Regions from separate parts of the Gossypium hirsutum genome. Here region 1 is linked to region 2. The links are chromatin contacts, called in public Hi-C maps. All regions are on one chromosome and are shown on one strand. Each heading gives the region's core, a stretch centred on a gene start, on an enhancer-like site or on the middle of the called end of the contact. The rest is flanking DNA. Distances are from core to core; before and after follow the strand shown. Region 1 holds the start of LOC107887380 (ACT domain-containing protein ACR4). Region 2 holds the start of LOC107887379 (truncated transcription factor CAULIFLOWER A-like).

Evidence for each region. Hi-C and Micro-C count contacts between places; a contact is called where the count stands out from the background.
Region 1: a contact with region 2 is called in a Hi-C map of leaf, with 2.3 times the contacts expected there. The contact joins the promoter of LOC107887380 here to the promoter of LOC107887379 in region 2. A contact is called at or near these places in 3 of 34 Hi-C or Micro-C datasets (anther and leaf).

Annotation. Positions count from the first base shown.
Region 1 is chrA03:70,231,894-70,236,948 of Gossypium_hirsutum_v2.1, reverse strand. It overlaps LOC107887380 (ACT domain-containing protein ACR4), which reads left to right and starts at 2,915. Exons shown (of 8, transcript XM_016811591.2): 1 at 2,915-3,364; 2 at 3,760-3,832; 3 at 3,919-3,964; 4 at 4,045-4,159; 5 at 4,241-4,308; 6 at 4,396-4,986. The coding sequence starts at 3,762. It overlaps LOC107887381 (translin-associated protein X), which reads left to right. Exons shown (of 8, transcript XM_016811594.2): 3 at 442-521; 4 at 740-881; 5 at 959-1,108; 6 at 1,332-1,533; 7 at 1,773-1,875; 8 at 1,971-2,343. The coding sequence ends at 1,873.
Region 2 is chrA03:70,049,316-70,053,831 of Gossypium_hirsutum_v2.1, reverse strand. It overlaps LOC107887379 (truncated transcription factor CAULIFLOWER A-like), which reads left to right and starts at 1,282. Exons shown (of 7, transcript NM_001326740.1): 1 at 1,282-1,466; 2 at 2,781-2,859; 3 at 2,994-3,058; 4 at 3,197-3,296; 5 at 3,398-3,439; 6 at 3,535-3,576; 7 at 3,682-3,798. The coding sequence starts at 1,282. The coding sequence ends at 3,798.

The DNA.
Region 1 (5,055 bases), core at 1,666-4,165, 180 kb before region 2:
CTCCTCCTTTTTCTCCATTTTTCACTTTTATTTTTGCTTATTTTTACCTTGGCTCGCAGTACTTCTCTCACAATTTTAGATGACAATTCAGATTTTATGGGATTTTAGGTCTTTAAAATGGTGAATATCTTGATCTACAATATGAAATTTAATTATACCCAATAGACCATAAACTCACGAACTGGCTTGGAGAAAAAAAAAAAAAACAAAAAGTGTGGACCCAAAATCGATACAAGATCGTTTGTTCTAGCAGTGAAGCTTGTTTTGTAGTTGGATGCTTGCAATGTGTGGATATATGTTCTCCAAAACGTTCAAAGTTTCTTACATGTATAAGCTGTAAAGTTCCCTTGCATAATGGAGTTTCTCTTTTGCATGTATTTACTTGACTACCGAAGATGCTTTTATATGCACCGACTAATCAACACAAATCGTTTTTTGTAGAATGAAAAACGCGAAAGGATTGTAAAAGCCAGTCGTGATGTAACTATGAATAGTAAAAAAGTCATATTTCAGGTGCACAGGTAATGTTGCCGATTTTCAAGATTTCAATGATGATAATTTTACTTACTATTGCTGCTGCCTATTTGTGTTGTTCTTGATTGCAAATAGTTCATTCAAATACGTTTTTCAACTTGCAGTCAGTTACTATTCTGTTTTCTTTACCTGTACGGTTAAATGAATTATTTTAATTCAGTTCATATGATATGTTACTTTGCTTTTGGTTTAATCTTGATGACAGAATCAGTAAAGCCAACAGAGAGGAAGTTTTGGAAAAGGCCGAAAAGGATTTAGCTGCAGTGAGAGATCAGCATATTTCCCGACTGGTGAAAGAGTTGCAGGGGACTGATTTTTGGAAGCTACGGCGAGCATACTCTCCGGGGGTTTCATCTTTTTCTTCTTATAGTTTTGTGCCAAAGAGAAACTACCGAGTTGACTTACCATGCTTGTTTCTTGGCAGGTACAAGAGTACGTTGAAGCTGCAACATTCTTCAAATTCTGCCAAACCGGAACTCTTTTGAATCTTGATGAGATAAATGCTAGTTTACTGCCACTGAGTGATCCATCTCTCGAGCCTTTGCAAATTAACCTCCTTGACTATCTCTTAGGGGTAGATGCCTGAATATTATGCTATTTACTTTTGAAGGCAGAGGCTGATGAAAACATTTGATGCTAATTTTTTTGTATATCCTTATATCCTTTGTTCAAATATTGCCTACTTATTATTCCCAGCATACATGCATACATACATACAGATCTCTGACACACTGAACCAACACATACGCTCACACAATGTGCATTGTGATGGAAGAATGTTTACTCTTCTTTTACAGCTAGCAGATTTGACTGGAGAACTGATGCGGTTAGCAATTGGTCGAATATCTGATGGTGAAGTAGAATATTCTGAGAGAATATGCCAGTTTGTACGTGATATTTACAGAGAATTGACTCTTCTTGTCCCACTTATGGATGACGGTTCTGACATGAAGACAAAGATGGATACAATGCTCCAAAGTGTTGTGAAAATAGAGAATGGTAATATTGAAGCTGGTTTTCTTGCCCTTAAATACAAAATCTTCTCATAGCATATTATGAAAGATTTCTTCATTAAGCTAATGAATATGCGATGCCAAGAGTTCCACGAGTTTCTTGTTTTTGTATGTGCTATGAATACCTAAGAGTTTTAAGAGACTTGACAGTAATTCACGCAAAACTTGTACCCACACGAAAGTTCTTTTGCTGGATCTCTTATATGGGTTCTTTGTTGCTTGCAGCATGCTTTAGTGTTCGTGTGAGAGGATCAGAGTACATTCCACTTCTAGGGTCCAGCGATCCAAGTTCTTTCTTAGTGGGAGTATCTGATGTGGAATTATGAAAGTAACTTGTGCTTCTCGTAGCCTCTTCTGCCTTGTATTGTTTTAATCACCATATATACAGTATACCATTAGCTTCATTTACTTTCATTCCTGCAGTTGTTGACTGGAGGAGATGTTTCCTGCTCAAGATTCAAAGGTTTGGGAGTAGGTGAGGAAATGTTTGCGCCGATATTGAAGATCTTTGAGGCATTTTTGGACCGCACTTTGTTAAAGTTGATGTAACTAACTTGCATGCTAGACTCTTCAAATTCTTCATGGGATTAAAAATCATCTATCGTCTCTTTGAGATCTTTCATATGGCCATTGGCTATCTGCTTATTTTAGTTGATGGGAAGTTGACAATGGAGCTGAGAAATAGAAAACTTTTGAAAGATGTGTTGACAGAATAACCAATTTAGGAATCTGATACATCCATTGTTTTCTGTGTGAGAACATGTTTGCTTTATAAATGCAAAACTAGGCTTCTTTAGTTGGGCTTTTTGTACACTCAGCTCAGCTCTACTTAACATCGGGTAGAGCATGACTTTAAACCATATTAGCAGTCTATTTGGAAAAAAGGCCTGGAAACAAAGCGACAGGCCTCAGAGACTTCAAATTGGGGCTCTTCCAATTACATAAATCTTGCAAATACTAATTTGTAGAATTAGTTTGTCATTTAGATTTTTATTTTATTTTATCAATTCAACTCTAAAACGGTGAGTAACATGATCAAAGGTGAAAATCCATTAACGGATGGACGGTGAGCTCTAAGTATTTATGTTCTATGTGTAAGTATTTGAGTGGCATATAAAAGAAATAAGATGAAGATACTAGAAAGCATATAAAAGAATACAAATCTACTTTAGAGCTAAAACCTTAAAAAACCAAGGAAAGATACTGACAGCTAATTCAAAACAACCGCAGTTTTATCCACACACCTTGGGAGATCAACCGCCTCTTAAATCTTAACCTCCTAATTTAAACACGTGACTTAATTATTTAATTACTCTCTAAATAAATAAATAAAACAAGCGCATCTTAGCACTCCCTCCTATCCTATCCTATCCCATCCCTGGTTCTTTTATAATATGCAGCCTTGCTATATTACGCCCTTCTCTATCAAAGGCAGCAACTTTTTAGAAAAGAAAAAAAAAGAAAAAAAAAAGGGCGAGTCTTGCTTTTAGAGCTCGCAGGTTTTCGAGTATCGTGTCGTGGTGTATCTGATTCTCATGATTCATGAATTATTATTATTTTTGTAATTTTTTTTAATGTTTTGTTACCTTAATGAGAGTGGGGTATTCAGAGGAGGGGGCTCTAAAGATTCCTTTTATTTTTTTTAAAGTATGTAAATAAAGTTGTGCATTCTACATTTGTGATTCTCAGATCATTCATATAATTGCAAAGACAGAGTAAACAATACCCTTTTTTCTTGTTGAAGAGAGAATTAAAAAAGCAAGAGAGGAACATTGGTTAATCCAAGATCTCAAATTTCTCAAAAGAAACTATATTGGGTAAGCCCCTTTTGATCTATCTCCTCTGTCTTATTCCTTTTTATTCTCTCTTCCACACTGTGGGTTTTGTTGACATTGAGAATTTTCAGTGTTTTTAGAGCTAGAATCTTATGCTATGGTCTTTGTGCTTGATTTTCTTCTACTTCTTTTTCAAGTTTCTCAATGTTTTTTGTTGTGGTGGAGAATGGGAATACTTGTACCTTCTTTCTCTCTCACCCCTCCTCTTTTTCTTCATTTTCAACAATTCCTTTATTTTTGACTTGCCCAAAGTAAGTCTTTTTAAGGTTTTGCATTTTTTTTACCCCTTTTTCTTTCTGATTTCTCATTGGTGCTCTTATTTCCAAGTACTACCCTTGGTTTCTTTCATTGGCTGATTTTTGTTTTCTCGTTTCTAGAGATGAACATGAGCTTTTCACATGACATGGGTGATGAATATGAAAAATTCATTAGAAGAATGAATCCGCCCAGGTAAGCTAAAAATTATCTTCGTTATCTGTACTTCGATCAAGAGTTTTGAGAAACATCAAGTGATATTGACTTATTTTTCTTGTCAGGGTTGTGATTGATAATGAAGCTTGCAAGAATGCAACTGTGATAAGGGTATGGCCGTCTGATTTTGTGTTTCTCTTCTTTCTTTTTTAAATGGTACCTTTTGATACTTATCCCATATCATAATGCAGGTTGACTGTGCAAACGAACATGGGATCCTTCTTGAAGTTGTACAAATCCTGACTGATCTTAACCTTATCATTAATAAAGCCTACATATCTGCTGATGGCAATTGGTTCATGGATGGTAACATATCTCGTCTTCTTACTTTTGGACTTGTCTAGTAAATTGATTCTCATTTTTTGCTTTTGGTTTTTGCAATACCAGTTTTTAATGTTACTAATCAAGATGGAAACAAAATCACAGATGAAGGTATTCTAGATTATATTACAAAGGTAAGCACTTCAAATTTGTAATTGATTTTCCTGCTCTTTTTTTTTTTTTTACATGCCTACCTGATTGTTTGTGCGTTTTGTCTTCAGTCTCTGGGGCCAGAATCTTGCTTCACATCTGCAATGAGATCTGTTGGGGTGAAGCAAACAATGGACCACACTGAAATTGAGTTAACAGGGAGCGACAGACCAGGGTTGCTATCTGAATTAAGCGCGGTCCTTAAGCATCTTAAATGCAATGTAGTGAATGCCGAAGTATGGACACATAACACCCGTGCTGCAGCTGTGATGCAAGTGACCGATGAGGAAACAGGAACATCAATTACCGACCTAGAAAGGCTATCTATGATAAAGGCACTCCTTTGCAATGTACTTAAGGGAAGCAACAAATCTAGTTTAGCCAAAACCATAGTTTCTCATTCGGTCACACATACTGATAGAAGGCTTCACCAAATGATGTTTGCGGACAGGGATTATGAACAGACCGGTGATGATGTTTTGGAGGACAGGCAAAGGCCGAATGTGGATGTTGTGAATTGGTATGACAAGGACTATTCAGTGGTTACCATTAGGTGTAAAGATAGACCAAAACTTCTCTTTGATACCGTTTGCACCTTGACCGACATGGGGTATGTAGTGTTTCATGCAAAAATTGATACCGAGGGGCCAGAGTCTTATCAGGTAGTGCGCTTTCTTCTTTCTTTACATGGTCACTTCTCATGAGTCTGCGATTTTGTATGATTTCATGCG
Region 2 (4,516 bases), core at 33-2,532:
AACGGTTCATATTCCATATTTATGACTATGCCTTCCAATAATGTCATTTCCAAAGTTTAAACCCAATTAGTAATATTTAGCCATTCCTATGATTTATTTTTAGCTAAGAGAAGGACAAATTTTCTCTTGTTTTGAAAATCTCTGATTTTTTAAAAAGAATTATTACTCATCTTTCTAATTTCAAATTTAAATTTGTTTTAGTTATTCTTTATTTTTTGGCTTAATGATAAATTTGGCCACTAAGGTTTGCATGTTTTTTCAAAATAGTCCTAATTGTATTTTTGAGCTTTTTTTTGCCATTAACCTTTATTTTTTTTCAATATGTTTTTTCTAACAGATTTAATGAATAAATTCAATGTTTCAATATTTTTTTTTCTTTCAAAAGGTTTCAATCTTTCATACGTTTATTTATTGAGAAGTTTTTCTACTGAGTTAAATTTTTTTGGATAATTACGTTTATTTTTTTTAAATTAATAGTTATTTTTAAATTTAATGTATTATTTATTTTATTATTTTCTACATGTAATTATTGTATTAGGTTATCTAAGTAATAAATTACATCTTATTAAAAATATTCTACATATGAAATTTCACATCATCCCTATTAACCGTTAAAACAGTTAAAAAAGGCTAAATTCTAAAAAAAAAAGTTGATGGTCAAAAAAGATTCAAAAATACAATTAAATCTATTTTGACAAAACATATAAATATTAGTGATCAAATTTATCTTTAAACCTTATTTTATAATTAACTATGTAATACATACGTGGTAAAAAAAAATTTGCTTTTCTTATAACATTAATAACCGGGCAAGATATAACGGTTCATATTTGCTTTCTTGAAAGGATAAATAAATTCGTTTATTTTGAAGTAGAGTAAATTATTCTTTAGTCATAATATCTTTTAACGAAATAATTAATGCTATTTCATGCGAATTCAAATCGCTTTAAAATTAGTGGCATTTTTTAAGGGGGATAAAAGAAGTCTGGCATCAGCAGGGAGGTGGATGATGTTTCGAGGGTGAGGGGGTGGGGGTCCCTGTACAGGGTTCTGTACACGGTTTTAGCATCTATAACTATAACCCTTTATAGCGAGAGAACAGTTAGAGTAGCCAATGACTACTCGACAGCTAATTCTTAAAATACCACTTACCTCACTTTCCCTAAAACCACTTCTATTTCTCCGTATTTCCATTCCTATATACATCTCATCTTTCTCAGTCGCATTTACCAAGAGAGGAAACCCCAAGCTGTGAATTTTGGGTGCTTTGCTTTCAAAGAGATGGGGAGAGGTAGGGTTGAATTGAAGAGGATAGAGAACAAGATTAACAGGCAAGTTACTTTCTCCAAAAGGAGAAGTGGGTTGTTCAAGAAAGCTCATGAACTCTCTGTCTTATGCGATGCTGAAGTCGCTTTGATTGTCTTCTCTCATAAATGGAAGCTCTATGAATACTCCACTGATTCCTGGTATTTCTTTTTCTCTTTCTTTAACCTTCAATTTGGTGCAACATCTCATTACTACTTGTAATTCTCCATAAACTTTTGAAGATACATGTTTTCTTACAGGTTTCCTTTGTAAGAGAAAAAAGGAGAGCCTTCTTTTATTTTACTACTTTCCAGGATATTTTGACTCCAAAACAATTAAGTTATTGACTTGTAACATGTGAATTAAGACATAACAGATTCGCCAAAAGGACGCCTTTAAACGTCACAATTATTACATCAGTATTATAACTGTTCCACTATTTCAGGGACGAAATAACAAACGAATAGAAAACTGTTTTGGGGAGTATTGGCTATGTAAGTTAATTCACACATGGGAAAAACAAAAGAAGAGAAATTTGCTCTCTTTTTTTTTTCCTTCTTAGCTTCTAATCTGAAGGTCTAACTTTCTCAATTAGGTACAAATCCAAAACATGTCCTTTTATGTACTAAATTATTACACCAATAAATAATATATATAGTTAGTAAAACAGATGGTTAGAATTATTCATAGTTCATTTATTAAATATGAATCCATAATAAAAACTTTGAAATGAAAAGTACTTGGCTATCGAAAAAGTAAAATCCTGGGAAACTTATGCTTTATGTCCATAATTTTTGGTGAAACTTTTTTATAGAATATTTGTTCTGATAAAATAAAAGTCAATTGTATATGTATATATATATTCCCTAGAAGCTATACTTTTCTCTATCTCTTCTACCTCAGCAGCTCTAAAAACCTAAAAATCCTCTGGCTTTTTTGAACACTATCTAAGAACTATTTTAGCTTGAAAAGGAGCGTTTGAGGGGAGAAAGAGAGGAATCTTTAGATTTTATACTTTAAAATATTGAAGATTCTTTACGGAGGAGAACCGCAACTACTGACTACAAACTTTGATATCCAGAATTATACATTTCGATGGTATATATATTTTAAGTGCTTTAACCAAAAAATACAAAAAAAAGATGGAAAAGAAAAACTATTTATGAATCTTGAATATATTTTGCAATCACCAAAATATTTACTGATAAGTAGAACAGATTTCAAGGTATATGGCTCATAAGTTCTTAAGACTTAGTTCTTGGTGAAATTTTTTTGTAAAACCATGAAAACTAGGAATAATAAACAAACAGAGGTGAGAATTTGTCTACTTTATTTAATATATTCTTTATTTAATTATGGCATCAAAAAGACGTCGGTTTAGGTTTAGGCCTTTAACTAGTATAATAGAGGTACAGAAAGATTACTAGGGAAATGAAAATATTGTACATGATCCTGACTTGTCTATCCTATAACAGCATGGAGAAGATCCTTGAACGCTATGAAAGGCATTATTACGCTGAGAGGCATCTTGTTGCTACTGAGCCTGAATCACAGGTAGACCTTTTTTCACTGTTAGCAATTGAATTTAGACAACAAAAGAGGCTTGGGGTGTACGTGCTTTCGTAGCTTTTAAGTTTTCAAAAGGAATGAGGTGAATTAAACAATTGGCAAAATTGCAAACTTGGCAGGGCGAATGGTCCGTTGAGTATAATAGACTTAAGGCTAAGGTTGAGCTCTTGCAGAAAAATCACAGGTAAATATTTCAAATTAATTGCATTTGCTAAATATCTACATAATGAAAGAGAGATGCTATCCTTCCTTTACACCTACAAGTTCCTTTTAGGGTATTATGTTAAGTCATTAGTTTGATCAGTTTCTTACGTCTCTCCAGGCACTACATGGGAGAAGATTTAGACCCATTGAGTCTCAAGGAGCTGCAGAATTTGGAGCAGCAGCTTGATACCGCTCTTAAACACATTCGAGCCAGAAAAGTATGCTTTAGTTTTTTATTGTCATTTTTTTTCCAATTATAGCATATAGCCACAACTGTTTCTTGTTGTGTTATAGTGATGCGATTGTATCTCTATTGCAGAACCAACTCTTGAATGAGTCAATATCCGAGCTTCAAAGAAAGGTAAAGGCTTTTGAAAACATAATGACTCGTTCATAATCATTGAGAAAAATGAAAACCCTTTTTCATGCGTCATCTCTAATAGTGGTCTATGGCAGGAAAAGGCAATAAAGGAGCAAAACGCAATGCTAGCAAATCAGGTGTGATTTACCCTTATTTCCATGTTCATCATCAATGAATATGTATAGAGTTCCTTCCTACAGCTGGTAAATACTTATTACTTTATAGCCTGTTTTTGCATGTAGATCAAAGAGAGGGAGAAGACAGGTGCACGGCAATCTCAGTGGGGGCAACAAGACAATGGCCTCAACACATCATCCTTCGTGCTGCCACACCCACATCCCTCTTTGAACATTGGGTAACACATCCCTTATCACTCCTGTAATGCTTCATCTAACTATAATCGTTTAGGAAGTAAACTCTTATAAACACAGATTATGACCATTTTTGCGTCCTTTAAAGTACATTTGAATTCTGATATGAACCTTCATTTTGTTTAGTCCATATCCCATTTTTGGAGGGTTTTTCTTTTTTAAAACAATGGCCAGGTTCATTTCTCATGTTTTAAGTATTCGTGACCATTTGTCTCATAGTAGTTGGGGCTTAATACCTTCCGGTTTTTTTACAAAAAAATTATGAAAATAGCATGAGTAAAATGGCATGTTTTCTATAGCTTATTGCAGTATTACATATGGAGTTGATAACGATAAAAATATACCTCAATCATTACATAATTATTAAAACTTATAATAAAATTAATAAAAAAAAAGTTATGTGACACCCCATGTTGTAATATATTTTTATTTATTTTATTATAATTATTTAATTATTGAGGTAAATTTTTATTGGTGTTGTCCATTCCATATGCAACACTACAAAACATGTTATTTTGATAAGTAATTTGTAATTCATTCTATTATTATTATTACTATGTAAAAACCCTAATCTCATGGGACGTTTTTATTTTTAAAAAGAAAAGGTTTGACATTTATGGACGACTCATTTATATAGGATATAGGACCTTGGAATTCGGATAATAGGGTAACTTGTCTCTAAGGTGATTATTAGTATTAGTTAATT